Linked DNA regions of Rattus norvegicus: region 1 is linked to region 2. Evidence: chromatin contacts called from public HiChIP or PLAC-seq data. All regions are on one chromosome and are shown on one strand. The core of a region is the stretch at or near the end of the contact, and the rest is flanking DNA. Distances in the headings are between cores, read along the strand shown. Region 1 has its middle 87 kb from the start of Mtss1. Region 2 overlaps Mtss1 (MTSS I-BAR domain containing 1).

Region 1 (2,700 bases), core at 175-2,674, 220 kb before region 2:
CCTCCTCACTCTACTCTCTTCCCTCTCTGTTCCTTCTCTCCCCATGCCCCCCCCCCCTGCCTTTCTGTCTCTACTCGCTCCTCAACTCCCCTCCCCATGCCCTAAATACTGCATACTCTATTGCATACTATATCTACTATACTATGAGGCCGGTACCTCAGGGGGAAGGGATGTCTCAGCATGGGCCCGCAGAGGCGCCCCCTTCCCCCTCACCATACCTCACTCTACCAAACATGTCTCTGGCTTCCATTTATTTATTTATTTATTTATTTATTTATTTATTTATTTATTTATTTATTTATTTATAAAACACAACAGCATTTGGTGACTTCTGTTTGAATTAACTGTTGAGTGAAGTCTGGGGTCACTAACTATACCAAGTAGCATCTCATCCTTCCTAATCTTTACAGAAAATTTTGCAAAGCCTGTCAGTGATAGCAAGCTGTCCGTTTGAAAGGTAAAGTGATGGAACACGGTGAGGCTGAGTCTTATTTATGTAAAGCATCGTCGTTCGTGTTTTTAGTAAACATTTATTCAGTAGGTACCAATGGGTGAGCCAGGCTTCGATAAAGAGCTGTTTGTATCTGTGCCTGGTTGTTTCTACTTTTAAACACATATCCTCCCTTCTGAGATTCATCAAAAAGCCCTTGTAGCCCAGTTACAAATGTGAGATCCTGCATTGCCTAAGAGCAGAGGCTCTGGAGTCTGGCCCAGCCCCCTAACAGTTTCCACCCTTGGCTTGAACACTTGTAAGGTAGCAGTGGTAAAAATAACCTCTTCTAGGAATTGTCACAGGCTCTCTGAAGCCACACATGGGAATCATTGTTTGCTGTCAGTGCGTGTTCTGCTATCCCTACTAGCCAAGGGTTTTTAATCCAATCTGCGCCCCATAATTTGCATGACAATGCCAATGGGCTTCTTCTTTTCATTTCCAAATATAAAGATGTATTGCTTAAGCTTTTTCAAGCCCAAGATTGTGAGGAGCCCTCTCACCACGGTACCTCTCAGCAAGCGGGAGGGCCCAGTGTGACCCCCAAGTCAAGAGGGGCTCTGCTCCTGCCTTTTTCCCTTAGCATCTGTCCTCAACAAGCAAGAACGGATGTCCAGCTGCAAGGCTGAAATGGAACCTAGCAGAGGCGCAAGCAAAGGGCTCCGGTTCCAATAGCTGCAGCTGTCTAGCGCCCTGAGCTATTTTTAAACCCCTTTTCAGAAACCCCGGGCCCTCGCAATGGATCTATTTTCTCAACTGCCGAGAGATAATGCTTAAAAATGGATAGCTTGGAAATATTCCACGGCGCTCATAAAAATGACTGAAATAGATAGCGAATATAAGACGGCCTTTGTGTGGAGCAGCAGAGGACCCCTTGGTGAAGTCTCTCAGACCCTGGGGCGCGCAGCCACTGGATCTGTCGCTGACAACCACCGCTTTGTGTCTTGAATATGTGCTGTGCCCAGAAAAGGCAAGAAAACCAGTCATTGTGGAGAACATCAGAGACCTGCCATTTAAAGTGGCCATCCATCCCAGGCAAGCAGGACACCCCCAAAATAACTCCCAAAGAACGGCCCTTGACTTGGGGCACTGCCTTATCTAGAAAGCCTGTCCAAACTAACTTGAACATGTCTCTGTCCCTTCCCTGAACTCTCCGACTTTTTTCTGTCCCATTGCGTAGAACCACTGCTCAAGCAGTCATGTGCTACAAATGTAGGAATCATCCTCACCTTACCACTACCAATAAAGTTCTAATATTATCCTCTAAATCTAAATGTTTAGTCCTAAGCTCTTTGTAGCACCCCCAGCCGCAGCCCTGACTCCGTGCTTCATCACCTGCCTCTAAGATTTTGCAAGAGCATCCAATCCAGTCTATTCAGGTGTTCAAGTAGGATGGAGGGCAGGGTGGGGTGGAGGGCAGGATGGGGTGGAGGGCAGAGACATACATCTTTGATTATATGCGGTGCATGCGTACATGGGATCCTGTACCGATCTGCATGTGGAGGTCAGGAGCAGCCTCAGATGTCATCCCTCAGGTGCCGTCCACCTCATTTATTTGTTTATTTGTTTATCTGGACAGAGTCCATCACTGCCCTGGGACTCACAATGTAAGTGAGATTGTCCAATGTCCAGCTCTGTCACTGCCCTCTCAGAGCTGGGATAGCAAGTGCAAGCCACCGAGGTTTTGTTTTTTGTTGTTGTTTTGTTTTTTGTTGTTTTTTGATTGGTTGGTTGGTTTGGGGTTATTTTGGGTTTTGTTTTGGTTTGGTTTTTGGTTTTTGGTTCTTTGTCTGTGAGTTCTGGGGTTTGAACTCAGGTCCTATGCTTTTCAGGTAAGCGAGTGCCAAACTGACACCTATCTTCCCGCCCCTAACTCTCTGGTCTCATCTTCCCTTACCTGACTTTGTGTTTTGTTTACCCCTTCACCATTTGCTGTAGGGATTCTTTAAAAATTAAATGTTATTATGTTACCTCCTCTTTGGACTTTGTTGCTGTTACTCAGCTGCCCTCTAAAGACAGGGGAAGGAAGCCCTTGCATGTGGTCCACAGCCCATCCTCTCACTCAACTCTTCTCCAACCTCAGCTCTCCATAACCCACCCAAATCCCATGCGCCAGCAGCATCAGGGTACTTATAATCGTCCAGGCTTGCTTTATCCCTGCTAGGAGCCCAGTTAGGCGGTCACACTGCCACCATCTTTGTTCCTATTTT
Region 2 (2,700 bases), core at 158-2,657:
CAGGCACTTGGGCCTAGTGCCACCAGCTCTGGCACCCGTTCCCCACATCTGGTCCTCTCCAGATGCTTCATCCTGAGGTGTTAATATAACTCATCACCGGCTTCCCTGCTCAGAATCTCCCAAGTCACCGTCCAGACAGAGAACCTCAATGTGTCTTTAAGACTGGCCACTATATGGAACAGACGCTGTGCTGGACCCAGTAAGAAGCTAGGAATTAGAAGCATCCTTCAGCCATTGCTTGCCTAGGGACAGATTTGTGCAATGTACAATGCCTGAGGACCTACGAGGTCTATCCCGGCTCCTTGTGCAAAAGCACAGAGCTTGCCAGGAGGCCCAGTGTGATGACCCAGTATTGCTCTGTCGGGCACAAGGGCCAGCTAATGTCTGCAGGCTCTATATGCAGCAGGACCAGAGCTTGGCCAGGTCTCCCATCGCTTTCTTAAAATCTGTGTGGGTGAAAAATAAACCTTAATTCACTGTCTGCTTCTCTCACCCCCCTCTTCTGTGTATGTGTCTGTCTCCGTCTCCCTTTCTGTACATGCCCTTCCCGCCCCGTCCTTCCTCCTTTATTTTAATTATGATTTCCGATGGCCCATGGTTTGGTTTGTTGGTCCCCTTGTGTGGCTCTTCCCCACTGCAGAACTCATCCAGCTCGGCCTCCTCAGAAGCGTCGGAAACCTGCCAGTCAGTGAGCGAGTGCAGCTCCCCCACCTCAGTCAGCTCAGGCTCCACCATGGGCGCCTGGGTGTCCACAGACAAGGTGACCGGCCAGGGTTGCAGTCATGGTGGGCTGTTCTTCCTGACCTGCCCCTGCCTGCCTGCTGCACACACAGCCATCACAGCTGTAGGAACCTGGAAACTCAGGATCTGCTCCAAAAGCTCCTCTTTGGGATAGGGCCTGGATAGGTGGAGGGCTCCCTAGCTGCCTAATGACGTGGTCTGTGAGGGAGAGAGGAAAGGGGTCTGGGGGATTTGGAGATGTGAAGGCTTCCACCCAAGACAGGGTCTGTGTTCATCCTTTCTCCCTTCTTCCTCTCGAACATCCCACAAGACTGTTGGATGTGACATCTCACTGTGTTGGAGGTCGCGCGCTTTCCCGCCTTTGAGTTTGCACCCCCATCCCTAAACTCGATGCAGAGCCTCCTCCTGGGCAGCGTGCCCATTGGGAAACCTAGAATGAACACCTCCAAATGCCCTGATTTGCATAACTTGATGAGTCTGTTCCCTGGTGCTGTGAAATCAGGCTTCACTGGTTTACAAAAAAATTAAAAACACCAGCAACATTACAAATTAAGGACCATGGTTGATTCCCAGACTGCTCTAAAGCACAGGTCGGATATTCCCCTGACTGAGCACTTACTGGGTTCTTTGCACCCTGGCTCTCCTCCTGTGTTGAGTGTCATTCACAGGCAGAAGAGCACCAGTGTTGACTTTATTTGTAAATATTCGGGTTTCCCCGTGCCCTCGGTGTCAATGCCATCTTGTACCTCAACACTCATCCTGTTATATTAATTTTTTTCCTTTTCTCCTCCCCTTTTTTGTTTTTGTTTCCAGTTGTCTAATGGGTTTTCTCACTATAGTTTATCAAGTGAGTCCCATGCAGGGCCCGTGGGTGCAGGCCCTTTCCCTCATTGCCTGCCTGCCTCCCGCCTGCTCCCTCGGGTCACCTCTATCCACCTTCCTGACTACGCTCATTATTACACCATTGGGCCCGGCATGTTCCCGTCATCTCAGATCCCTAGCTGGAAGGTTTGTGTCTCCCCTCCCTCCTCCTCCCCTCCCTAGCTCCCTCCTCTGCTCCCTTCTCTCCTCCCTCCCCAGTTCCCTCCTCCCCTCCCTCAGTTCCTTCCTCCCTTCTCCCCTCCCTCCCTCCCTCCCTCCCTCTCTCTCATTGCTTCTGTGCTCACCCCTCTAACGTTCACCTACCATCGTCCCCTCCACTCTACCCGTACTTTCACACTCTGCCTTCTTCCCCACAACCCTTCTTCCTCAGAAAGCTCCCTCTCCCCAGAGGGGGCACCAAAAAACCAGCTAGAGATATTTTCCACATGGAACAGAAACCTGAGTCTTCCTTTAGGAAACTTTAGCGCTGGAGACTAGAGATCAAGGACACTGCTAGGCTCTGTGTCTGAGTGGAGCCTGCTGGGTGGCTTCCTTCCCTCCTGGGCCACCTGCAGTGTTTTATCAGAGCCCATACTGTCCTCCTTGGCCATATGCCCAACTTGTCCCCTGACAGTCCTGCTGCAGTAACAGAACGGCAGCCCGGAGTATGCATGGGATCATTATGCCCTCACTCAGAAGTATGTGAACTTTGCTTTTGATTGTTTTATGTTGAAGCACACTTGTTTCAATATAAAAACCAAACTTTTAAGTGATTTCCACCAGGGTGGTTGAGGCTCCAGGATGGTAAGTCAGTCCTTGGGGCTGCCAGTATTTTGAGCAGCTTATAACCTCATCTCACAAAACCCTGCTGCAGATAGATCCCAGAACCCTCCCTGTACCATGGATGGCTGGTGGTGCGCTAGGGCCCCCTGGTGGCCACTTAGCCTTGACCAAATCAATCAGCCTCTCTCAAAGAGGGAGTGGAGTCCCTTCCAGCAGAAGGACTGGCCAGGCTCCTTGGGATGGCTCTCTCTCTCACTCCCTCTCTCCTGGCTGATGCTCTAGTATATAGTGACCACCTGTCAGGTAGCTTCTGCC

What was found. HiChIP or PLAC-seq counts read pairs in DNA pulled down with a chosen protein or histone mark.
Region 1: a contact with region 2 is called in an H3K27ac HiChIP or PLAC-seq map of oligodendrocytes, with 5 times the contacts expected there. The contact joins two enhancer-like sites. A contact is called at or near these places in 1 of 12 Hi-C or Micro-C datasets (hepatocytes) and 1 of 1 datasets of contacts at active chromatin or transcription factors (oligodendrocytes).

Annotation. Positions count from the first base shown.
Region 1 is chr7:92,602,740-92,605,439 of GRCr8, reverse strand. No RefSeq gene overlaps it. Among named protein-coding and RNA genes, the nearest start is that of Mtss1, 87 kb to the right of the region's middle. Within about 2 kb of position 1,424, at least 36 of the 93 cell types and tissues checked have an H3K27ac peak or open chromatin away from gene starts, as enhancers often do.
Region 2 is chr7:92,383,173-92,385,872 of GRCr8, reverse strand. Mtss1 (MTSS I-BAR domain containing 1) reads left to right here. Exons shown (of 16, transcript NM_001130563.1): 13 at 1,555-1,749. Among named protein-coding and RNA genes, the nearest start is that of Ndufb9, 14 kb to the right of the region's middle. Within about 2 kb of position 1,407, at least 11 of the 93 cell types and tissues checked have an H3K27ac peak or open chromatin away from gene starts, as enhancers often do.